Linked DNA regions of Drosophila melanogaster: region 1 is linked to region 2. A link is a contact called in public Hi-C data. All regions are on one chromosome and are shown on one strand. Each heading gives the region's core, a stretch centred on a gene start, on an enhancer-like site or on the middle of the called end of the contact. The rest is flanking DNA. Distances are from core to core; before and after follow the strand shown. Region 1 holds the start of eIF3e (eukaryotic translation initiation factor 3 subunit e). Region 2 holds the start of Brr2 (Brr2 U5 snRNP complex subunit).

What was found. Hi-C and Micro-C count contacts between places; a contact is called where the count stands out from the background.
Region 1: a contact with region 2 is called in a Hi-C map of the Kc167 cell line, with 2.7 times the contacts expected there. The contact joins the promoter of eIF3e here to the promoter of Brr2 in region 2. A contact is called at or near these places in 14 of 107 Hi-C or Micro-C datasets (the D17-c3 cell line, the Kc167 cell line, the ML-DmBG3-c2 cell line and 6 more).

Annotation. Positions count from the first base shown.
Region 1 is chr3L:16,785,132-16,791,237 of dm6, reverse strand. eIF3e (eukaryotic translation initiation factor 3 subunit e) reads left to right here and starts at 4,297. Exons shown (of 3, transcript NM_058037.5): 1 at 4,297-4,494; 2 at 4,589-4,981; 3 at 5,068-5,996. The coding sequence starts at 4,405. The coding sequence ends at 5,892. CG9674 reads left to right here. Exons shown (of 15, transcript NM_176339.2): 12 at 1-239; 13 at 295-1,779; 14 at 1,918-2,576; 15 at 2,695-3,665. The coding sequence ends at 2,828. It overlaps CG9706, which reads right to left. Exons shown (of 3, transcript NM_140664.4): 3 at 5,992-6,106.
Region 2 is chr3L:15,966,569-15,972,276 of dm6, reverse strand. Brr2 (Brr2 U5 snRNP complex subunit) reads left to right here and starts at 4,405. Exons shown (of 6, transcript NM_140561.4): 1 at 4,405-4,569; 2 at 4,666-5,361; 3 at 5,419-5,708. The coding sequence starts at 4,525. CG10516 reads right to left here and starts at 4,073. Exons shown (of 3, transcript NM_140562.2): 1 at 3,584-4,073; 2 at 2,717-3,278; 3 at 2,375-2,651. The coding sequence starts at 3,907. The coding sequence ends at 2,509. It overlaps brm (brahma), which reads left to right. Exons shown (of 6, transcript NM_168640.2): 4 at 1-118; 5 at 192-983; 6 at 1,044-2,195. The coding sequence ends at 1,900.

The DNA.
Region 1 (6,106 bases), core at 3,048-5,547, 820 kb before region 2:
AAGGCTAGTAACCTGGACCTCAAGTTGCTCCTGCAGCCAGCTTTGGAACTGCGTCCCGGCACGAACATCGTTGGAGGTTCCGTAAAGCAGGACTTCCAGCTGGAGAAGCGTTCCGACAACGAACTAATTGCCAAGGCTCAGCAAATATTCAGTGGAGCAGACGATAATGTAACCGTCAAGATGCGCATCCACAATGAGGAGCGAGCCTTTGGTTCTACTCTGAGCTATCATATTGCATGGTAGGATTAAGTCTGTTAACAAGGTGATCATAATCTAATTTGTTATAATCTACAGCAAATATGGAGAGGCTGGCTTGCCCGCTGGCAAGAGCATCGACATCTTCCTGGAGGGTTCCGCTGGTCAGAGCTTCTGCGCGTTCCTGGCGCGGGGTGTTAATGTGACATTGAAGGGCGATGCCAACGATTATGTGGGCAAGGGTCTTTGCGGTGGTAATGTTGTCATCATGCCACAAGATACGGTTCCCTTCGAATCACATCTCAATGTTATCGTGGGCAACGTTTGCTTGTATGGAGCCACTGAGGGAACTGCCTATTTCCGCGGTATTGCCTCCGAACGCTTCTGCGTACGAAACTCTGGTGTAACCGCCGTTGTTGAAGGTGTGGGCGATCACGGATGTGAATACATGACTGGCGGTGTAGTGGTTATCCTCGGTCTTACGGGACGAAACTTCGCCGCTGGCATGTCCGGCGGTATTGCTTATGTGTACGATTTAGATGGTTCCTTTAAGCCCAAGGTAAACCCGGAAAGTGTGGAACTCCTGCCGTTGGAAATTGAGAAGGATGTGCTGCTCGTCAAGGAACTGTTGGCTGATTTCATTGAGAAGACAGGCTCGAAGGTGGCCAAGGAGTTGCTTGACAACTGGGCCGAAGCCCAGGGCAAGTTTGTCAAGGTCTTCCCGTATGAATACCAAAAGGCTCTAAAGGACATGGCCGAACAACAAGCAGTGGAGCAGCCCCTGAAGTCCGCCATCGAGAATGGAAACGGAAAGCATGAACCGCACATCAAGGACATTGAGGAAGCGATTCAGGACGTGGTGCTCGAGCAGAAGCGTGCCGATCGCGTCCTGGACAAGACCCGTGGCTTTGTAAAGTACAAGAGGGAATCGGCTCCGTACCGAGATGCTGGAGAGCGACAGAAGGATTGGGATGAAGTCTACAACTTCCCACATGTGCGCAAGAACCTCAAGGTTCAAGCAGCTCGATGCATGGAATGCGGTGTGCCCTTCTGTCAGTCCAACTCCACGGGCTGTCCGCTCGGTAACATCATTCCCAAGTGGAACGACCTCGTTTTCCACGGCGAGTGGCAGGAGGCTCTGCGTCAACTGCTGCAGACCAACAACTTCCCGGAGTTCACTGGTCGAGTATGCCCCGCTCCCTGCGAGGGTTCCTGCGTTTTGGGCATCTCCGAGCCAGCTGTAACGATCAAGAACATCGAATGCGCCATCATCGATCATGCCTTCGAGCAGGGCTGGATTAAGCCAGAGATTCCGGAAGTGCGCACTGGCAAACGAGTTGCGATTGTGGGATCAGGACCTTCCGGCTTGGCCGCCTCGCAGCAGCTGAACCGCGCCGGTCACTTTGTCACCGTTTTTGAGCGCAACGATCGCGTTGGTGGACTTTTGCAGTATGGTATTCCCACGATGAAGCTTTCCAAGGAGGTGGTCAAGCGGCGGGTAGATCTGATGGCTGACGAGGGTATCGAGTTCCGCACCAATGTCCATGTGGGCAAGGACCTCAAGGCCGAGCAACTGCTGCAGGAGTAAGTATAATTGAACATTTTAGGTGATCTAGCTGATTTTTGACGATTTTGCCATGATTGGGTTAAATCAGTCCTCAAGTTTTAATAGAATATTTAGTCTAAAACACCTGTACTTATTACTCTCGAAATTTTCAACAGGTATGATGCCGTCCTCCTCACCACTGGCTCCACCTGGCCACGTGACTTGCCGCTCGCCAACCGTGACCTGAAGGGCATTCACTTTGCCATGGAATTCCTGGAGGCGCAGCAGAAGAAGCAGCTGGGCGGAAAGAATGATATAATATCTGCCGCTGGCAAGAATGTGATCATCATCGGCGGTGGCGATACCGGATGCGATTGCATTGCCACGTCGTTGCGTCAAGGCGCCAAGAGTATCACTACATTCGAGATCCTTCCGGAACCGCCACAGAAGCGTGCTCAGGACAACCCCTGGCCTCAGTGGCCGAAGGTCTTCCGCGTGGACTACGGTCACGAGGAGGTGAAGCTGAAGTGGGGCAAAGATCCGCGCCAGTACTGCACCACCACCAAGGAGTTCGTGGGCGAAAATGGAGCCATCAAGGGCGTGAACACCGTCGAGGTTGAGTGGACCAAGACGGAAACGGGCCAGTGGCGCATGCAGGAGGTGGCCGGTTCGGAGAAGTACTTCCCCGCAGACCTTATTCTCCTGGCCATGGGCTTCCTGGGTCCGGAGAAGACGGTGCCGAGCGAACTGGGCCTGGAGCTGGACCCGCGCGGCAACATCAAGGCATCCAACGGACAGTATGGCACCTCGAACTCCAAGGTCTTTGCGGCAGGAGGTCAGTTTTATGTCTACTAAGTAATAGGCTTAGTATTAAGAGTTAATCACATCAATCATTGAATGATTTCTGTATCTTTGCATAACAAAAATGTTAATTTATCTTCTGTCCTTTGCAGATTGCCGGCGTGGCCAGTCGCTGGTCGTCTGGGCCATTACCGAGGGTCGCCAGGCCGCACGACAGGTCGATTCCTATCTGACCGGCCGTCCCAGTGGGCTTCCAGGACCTGGTGGCGTCATCGCGACATCCTAAAGAGGATCCACAGAGGCAGCCAGAGCAGCTAATATCAAGTTTTGTGTGCGTGCATCGTCCTTAGCCTATAGTGCGAAATTCTTTAACGATTTGTGATTTTTATTTTCGCGATTTTAGTTTAGTTTACACTAAAAAGACTTGAGTTTTTTACACACCAAACCAAAACGAAACACGTTTCATTTAGTTTTATTTTGATCGCAAAGCTGGCTGGGAATTGTTAGTGGTTCGTCGAGATGCCCTCCATATGATGATGATGATGATGATGATGATGCGGCAGGAGTCAATTAAGAGTGCAAACTGAAATTCTGATTGAAGCCAATCAATATGTATATCTTAACGGAAATCGAATATCCAACAAAAAATCTAAGGACAATAACTAGAAACTTACCGTTATCGTTAAAATGAAAATTAATTGAACATTAAATATTTAGAAAATGCATTTTTTCAATGTTGTTTTAGCTTGAGTTGCCTAATCTATGCAAACGAAATATATGAAGTGAAAATTGATATGCTGATCTCCACCATCCTATATACAATCCATAAATCGTATATACAGAAAGAGAAATGTATTAAACTCGGCCAATATCGAAACGCATTTTTTAGATGTTGTTTTTGTGTTTTGAACTGCATTCGACCGTTGACCGCAAATGTACCTAAGTGGCTATTGTTAAAACAAATCTGCTCTTTGGCAGTTGAATGTGCGAATACAAAGAATTACACAATTTATACAAAACATATTTAACCCAAATGTATACCCTTATACAGACATCTCTATATAAATATATTTATGTGCAAGTATTTGATGAAATAAATATTCAAATTATTAAAAAGCATTTCTCCGATGAGTTGATATTTGTGTTTTGAATTTGGCATGGGAAATATATTTATTAATAGCTTGAAAAGAGAGGCAACGTCTTTTTGAAATTAAAAACCTTTGTTATATGTATACCTTGTAATTTAAAATTATTGGTATTTTACGTAAAGCGTATAACTTTAAAGGAATGAGAAACCATTGTAATGTAGAAAATATTTAATAATATTTCTTTAAATTCATTGTATGGTAACTTATGTAGTTACCGCTTTATTTAATTACTAAGTACAATATCTTGTTGTTTTATGCCGTAAGCTTGTTACGAGCGGAGCTGAAGTTCCAGTGTGTCCAGTCTGACGATAAGAAGACAGAAGATATCGTCCTCCAGGAAAGGTCTTGGCGTTAGTACCTCTTTTCGCCGTGATGCCAGACCGGGTTTCAGTCTGGGCGCCACAATTGAAATAATAATTTTTTATTGCTATAATAGCCATGCTAAGATAATAGAAATTTTGAAAATTGAGTATTTTTTGAAAGTTGTTTCAATGACTTAATTTTATTTTAAATAAATGCGCCACTTTGAAAGCTTGAAAAAAATACGGCTTCAGGGTCATGGTATTTAATGTCGTGGAAATACCACACTCTGGTAACTCTGAGCGGGCGTCACTCTTTTCGTCTCTGGGCACACTGTCGGCCCTCGCACGCGTATTTTTCTGCCGATTTTGCGTGTAAATTTAATTGTGAAAACATAGTAAAACAGCTGCAATCATGGCCAATTTCGATCTGACACGCATCAATTGCCAGTTTTTGGACAGGCATTTGACCTTCCCGCTGCTGGAGTTCTTGTGCGGCAAGGAGGTTAGAAAAGCGACCAGGCGGTGCTCCGCTGGCGGTTGCCGAGTCACCAGTACATAACTATGGGAAATCTTCATATGTGTGACTTTCGTTGCAGATCTACAACCAGCAGGAGCTGCTGGAGTACATTTTGGAGACGGTGAACAAGACGAACATGATCGATTACACGATGGACACCCGCAAGCGTCTCAATCTCAGCCAGGAGATGCCCGAGGAGCTCGTGCAGCGCAAGGCGGAGGTCCTGGCCACGCTTAAGCAGCTGCAGAACGAGGTGGCACCCATCATGAAGGCCACCGACATTCTTAAGAACGGTGAGAGCATGAAGGACTCGAAGACCTTCGTCAACGCCCTTCAGAAGGACTACAATTTTAAGGTGGAGCACCTGGAGAGCGCCTACAAGCTGGCCAAGTACCTCTACGAGTGCGGCAACTATCAGGAGTCCACCTCTTACCTGTACTTCTGCCTCATCGTCATGTCGCCCAACGACAAGGTGCGTATGGAGCTAAATTAACATGAAAAGCGGCAAAAACCACTAAAACAAGAATATTAATTGATATTGTCTCCCAAATTTTGCAGAACTACCTTAATGTGCTGTGGGGCAAGCTGGCCGCCGAGATTCTGACCCTCAACTGGAACACTGCTCTGGAGGATCTGACGCGTTTGCGCGACTACATTGACAACGCCAACTTCAGCACCATCCAGGCCCTGCAGCAACGCACCTGGCTGATCCACTGGTCGGTCCTGGTCTTCTTCAATCACCCCAAGGGACGCGATCTCATTATTGAGATGTTCCTGTACAAGCCCCTGTATTTGAACGCCATTCAGACAATGTGTCCGCACATCATGCGTTACTTGGCCACCGCCGTAGTCATCAACCGCACCCGCCGCAATGCTCTAAAGGATTTGATCAAGGTGATCCAACAGGAGTCGTACACGTACCGCGATCCCATCACCGAGTTTCTGGAGTGTCTGTACGTGAACTTTGATTTCGAGGGAGCGCGTCTGAAGCTGCACGAGTGCCAGACGGTGATCCTCAACGACTTCTTCATCGTGGCCTGCCTGAATGAGTTCGTGGAGGATGCCCGCTTGATGATCTTCGAGACATTCTGCCGCATCCACCAGTGCATCACCATCAGCATGCTGGCCGATAAGCTGAACATGAAGCCCAACGAGGCTGAGTGCTGGATCGTCAACCTTATCCGCAATGCCCGTCTGAATGCCAAGATCGATTCGAAACTGGGTCATGTGGTGATGGGCACCCAGCCCTTGAGTCCCTATCAGCAGCTGGTGGAGAAGATCGACTCGCTGTCCATGCGGTCGGAGCATTTGGCAGGTTTGATTGAGCGCAAGAGCAAGCAGAAGCAGAATCAGGAGTCGGCCGACTCCTGGAAGTACTACTAGTTGCTGACTTTTTATCCACAATTAAGTTAAGACTCTTTGTACCCTTTAAAAACCGATGATTGCGCGCAGTCGAGCGAATAAATTAACATCTTACTCATTCGCTCAATTCAACATTTGATTTTATTTCCTTCGGAATCAAAATTAGTTATACAAAAAACAATACCAAGGCGGGAATTTGTAATTTCGCTAGCCTACAGAATGCAAACGTCTGCTA
Region 2 (5,708 bases), core at 3,156-5,655:
GCTAAGGCGCTGATGAACACGATCGTACAGCTGCGCAAGCTGTGCAACCATCCGTTTATGTTCCAGCACATAGAAGAGAAGTACTGCGATCACACTGGCGGCCACGGAGTTGTATCCGGTAAGTTTATCTTGTTAATTTTTTGGTATATTTATATTTACATTGGTATAATCTAATCTTTTTCAAATTAAAGGACCGGATCTGTATCGTGTCTCTGGCAAATTCGAGCTGCTTGATCGCATCCTGCCCAAGCTGAAGGCGACCAATCATCGCGTGCTGCTCTTCTGTCAGATGACCCAATGCATGACCATCATCGAAGACTACCTGGGATGGCGCCAATTCGGCTACCTTCGACTCGACGGTACCACGAAGGCCGAGGATCGTGGCGAACTACTGCGAAAATTCAACGCCAAAGGCTCGGATGTATTTGTCTTTTTGCTATCTACCCGAGCTGGTGGTTTGGGTCTTAATCTGCAGACCGCCGATACTGTAGTAATCTTCGACTCCGATTGGAATCCCCATCAGGATCTGCAAGCCCAGGATCGTGCCCATCGTATTGGTCAACGTAACGAGGTGCGCGTCCTGCGACTAATGACAGTCAACTCGGTGGAAGAGCGCATCTTGGCAGCAGCCAGGTACAAGCTGAACATGGACGAGAAGGTCATCCAGGCTGGTATGTTCGATCAGAAGTCAACGGGTAGCGAGCGACAGCAGTTCCTACAAACGATTCTGCACCAGGATGACAACGAAGAGGAGGAGGAAAATGAGGTGCCCGATGACGAAATGATCAACATGATGATCGCCCGCAGCGAGGAGGAGATTGAAATATTTAAGCGCATGGATGCTGAGCGCAAGAAGGAGGATGAGGAGATCCATCCGGGTAGGGAACGTCTGATCGATGAGTCCGAGCTACCCGACTGGTTGACAAAGGATGATGACGAAGTAGAGCGTTTCCACTATCAGTACGACGAGGATACCATTCTAGGTGAGTTACACTGCTCGCTGTTATTTAAACATTTTTCTTACGATAACTATTCCGCCTTAGGTCGAGGCTCCCGGCAGCGAAAGGAAGTAGACTACACCGATAGTTTGACTGAAAAGGAGTGGCTGAAAGCCATCGACGATGGCGCTGAGTTCGACGAGGAAGAGGAGGAAGACGATTCGAAGCGCAAGCGACGAAAGCGTAAGAATCGGAAGGAAGAGTCCGACGATGATTCGTTGATCCTAAAACGGCGACGACGCCAAAATCTGGACAAGCGGTCCAAGAAGCAGATGCACAAGATTATGAGTGCGGTTATCAAGCACAACCAAGATGGACGAACCCTGTCCGAACCGTTCATGAAGTTGCCTTCGCGGCAGAGGTTGCCCGACTACTACGAGATCATTAAGCGGCCAGTTGATATTAAGAAAATCCTGCAGCGCATTGAGGACTGCAAGTATGCCGATCTCAACGAGCTGGAGAAGGACTTTATGCAGCTATGCCAGAATGCACAGATCTACAACGAAGAGGCGTCTCTGATTTACCTGGACTCGATTGCCCTGCAAAAGGTATTCGTTGGGGCCAGGCAGAGGATAACAGCTGCAGCGGATGCAGCCGCAGTGGCAGCCGGAGATAACACGGGTGAAGCGCACGGCAATGGAGGTTCGGATAATTCGGACAACGACGACGACGATGGTGGCGATGACGGCTCCGACGACGAGGAGATTGCAACCACTTCAGCGGCGGCTGTCAAAATGAAGCTGAAACTGAACAAATCTCTGGCTAGTGCGCCCGCTACGCCCACGCAATCATCGTCGAATGTGAGCAGCGGAGCGGCTACCACATCCAAGAAGCAGACGCGTCGCAAGCGCTCCCAAAAGAAGTACACTATTTCAGACGATGACGACGATGACATGGACTAGCTACCGTTGGGAGTGATCTTCAAGCGCGGATCGTCGGATGTCGAAGGCATGGGCAATTGATTATTAATTAGTTTAAGTTTTACTTTCAAGGACGATGCTTACCAAAACCCTAGCCTACGGGTTTTTTTAACCATCTAACCTATCATGCTATCACTTTTATCTATACTAATTTTCTAGTTGTAGGTTCTCGATTAAGTTTCCTATTCAATTATTTTCGCACACACCATTTATTTCTCCCAATTCTATTGATTGTATAATTATGTGCTTTAAAATAAATGCATACCTAACATAAAGTAAATCGAAAAACTTGTCATTAATGGACGGCGGATTGCTCCTTGAGAGATTGTTCAACCTAGACCAGGCTGGAATTAGTAACAAAGATCTTATTTAAATCGGTACCTAAATGAATACATCGCTGCTAGCGTATAAAGGAAATGGTTTTAAATATATCAAAATGGGAAAATTATGATGTTTCGTTTAATTAATAAGTTGTATTTTAGGAAGTCTTACAGTAATTAAAATTAGCTTCAGCATTTCTACTTATTACATTTATAACTAAGCTCCTTCAAATAAATGCATACTTAAACATATTGATATGCTTGGTAAGACTAAAGCAGGTAGTGGAAGTACTCGTCGCACATCTCGTGGACACTAGCGGTGTGCTCCTCGTCGCCGCTATCACTGCTTCGCAACGTGATTTTGTGTGCATTGGCGTACAAGTCGTCCTCATCAACAGCCGCATCGTCGGTTTCTATTAATTGAAATTGCAAAAGTGATGTGGCAGAAATGATAGTGGACGTAACTTCGTGACCTCACCTCGGTACTTTTGTTTGCGCCTCAACCGTTGCTTGGAGCTTGAGAGCACTGCTTCGTCGCCCAGATCCAATTCGTTTTCGCGGGAGTTCCGGGAGTAACGAATTGGCGGTGCCAGGAACCAGTAGGATTGCATGATGCCTTTGAGACCCGGCATTTGACGCAGTTCGGCCAATTTGAGCGGCTGCCTGGACAATGCTTGGAAAGATCGCAGCTGCAGTGTGACTGGTTGCGAAGTGCAGTTGATCAGCCTAATTACGGACTTCGCGGCTGTGGAGCAGACCATGGGATATATTTTGACATCCGGATCCGTCGGGACATTGGTGTAGGCCACTCCCAGCGATCTGCGGTTCAAATAGAACTCCAAGTGCCCACGCGTTCGATCCAAACAGACACCAATCAAGCAGCCCTGCGAGAACTTCTGGCCGTAGGGCAGTAACTCGCCACAGTGCTGAATCCTTCCGGAATACGAAAAGCCCCAGGACTGGGCATTGGTGCCCAGGGCCGAGACAAAGTGAAACTTGAACTGCCCTAGATTAACGCTTTCCGTGCCGATGCCGAACATCTAGGAAAAGTTATAAGAAAAGAAAGGCAATTATAAAGAGAACATTATTTACATTGAACTTTAGCTGGCTTATCATCTAGTTGGGGTGTCTGCTGAGATTTCCTCCTCCCGCTGCGTCTGTTATCTTATCGCCGCGTTGTAATCTGTAATCCATAATACAACGAAGCGAACAATCAAGTCGTCTCCAATGGAAACGAGCACACCAGATGCCTGGTTAGTTGTGTTCTATTTTAAGGCGGCGACTTTGAGTGACATTCATCATGCTGAGCATCCCAACTAGTTGCCAAGCCGGCCTGATAACTAACCACATCCGTGCCGGCCAGAGTCGTGATGACGCGCATCTCCCAAAAGTGCACCATGTTTGTTTTTAGGGCCTGTTCCCCTCTCACAATCGCCGTGCCCTGACTGTAGGTGGGATGGAAGATGATGTCCCGGTCGGTGACCACGGCATCCGATTCATCAGTGGCGTGCCACCGCCAGGCATTCACGTTTCCGGACTCATCCTCGCCGCATTGGCACCTGACCAGGTCGGGTATATGGCCCTTGTGGTTGGTAACCTCAATGGAGTTGGGAAACGGGCAATCACAGAAGCCGGGATTGCAGGCTTCTTGGTACGGGGGCAGCAGCATGCTGGCACTTGTTCCTCTTCACTGGTTTACCTTCGATTGCTTTGTAATGAATTGTGTCAGCCGTGTACAATGATCTCGAGCAGTCGACGGACCACAAATGTTTCCAGTTAAACCAGCTGCAGCCTCATATATAAGCACATTACTCTGATCTGACTGAACAATAAACAAAACGATGCGTTGTAAATAGACGTCGGCATCGCTGCCGACGTCGCCGCCAGTGTGACCGAAGCCGCAGTTCGGAACTTAAAATATACTAGATATATCTCAATTATGAGAATTATGGTCAAATTTATAGCAATTTCTTTTGTGGATTGCTAGTGCGTAGGAAATTTTGGTGTTTACAAAAGCTAAAAAACCAGTATTCAAATTTTAAATAGAATGTTGATGGGCTACATTTTTAAAAACTTAGATGCGCGCGCTAACGATAGGTTTCCTACAAATGGCAGCCCTGATATCGATTTTCAGTTGGCTTCGCACATATGGCATCTCTTTAGCCTTTTGACAATCTGGCAGCACGCGTAGCCACAAACAGCGGCTTTTCACTACGATATTTCCGCAAAAAGTTGTAAAATAGGTTAATAAAAGTGCTTAATACTTATAAAAACAACTAAACAGACATGGCGGATGCCGCAGCACGTCAGCTGCAATACGAGTACAAGGCGGTAAGTGTCAAATCCCGCCCGGGAAAACTTCTCCCACTCCATGCGGCGTCTCACCAGAATTTCACAAACACGTTAAATGTATTTTCCATTTTTCAGAACTCCAATCTTGTGCTGCAAGCCGATGTCCGACTCATCGAACGTCCGCGCCGCGATGAGGCCACTGGCGAGGTGTGTTCCCTGGTGGGAAAGCTGGACGGAACAAGGATGGGAGATCGGTACCAGCGAACGAAGCCGGAGAAAACGGAGGAGCGCAAGGTGAAACGTCAGAAGCGCGACGAGGCCCAGTACGATTTCGAGCGGATGAAGGGAGCCACTCTGCTCTCCGAGGGCATTGACGAGATGGTGGGCATTGTGTATCGACCCAAGACCCAGGAAACTCGTCAGACCTACGAGGTCCTGCTCAGTTTCATCCAGGAGGCTCTGGGGGATCAGCCCAGGGATATCCTGTGCGGTGCCGCTGATGAGATTCTGGCTGTCCTCAAGAACGATCGTTTAAAGGATCGGGAGCGAAAGAAGGATATAGACAGCTTGCTGGGCGCAGTTACAGATGAGCGATTCGCTCTGCTGGTTAACCTGGGCAAAAAAATCACAGACTTTGGCAGCGATGCCGTGAATGCTTTGACTGCTGCTCCCAACAACGAGGAGCAGATCGATGAAACCTACGGCATCAATGTTCAGTTTGAGGAATCCGAAGAGGAGAGCGACAACGACATGTATGGCGAGATTCGCGACGATGATGCCCAGGATGAAGGAGAGGAGGCCCGCATTGATCACACACTGCATGCAGAGAATGTGAGTAATGTAGTTAAAATTGCGAATCCCATTTCTTATTCGTGTATCCCTTCCCAGCTAGCCAACGAGGAAGCCGCAAATAATGTAAAGAAAGAGCGCTCCTTGCATCCTCTGGACATAGATGCGTATTGGTTGCAGCGTTGTCTGAGCAAGTTCTACAAGGACGCCATGGTGTCGCAAAGCAAAGCCGCCGATGTGTTGAAGATCCTCAAAGATGCCGCCGACGATCGCGATTGCGAAAATCAATTGGTGCTTCTGCTGGGCTACGATTGCTTTGACTTCATTAAGCAATTGAAGCTTAACCGGCAGATGGTCCTGTACTGCACCATGCTCGCCTCGGCCCAAAC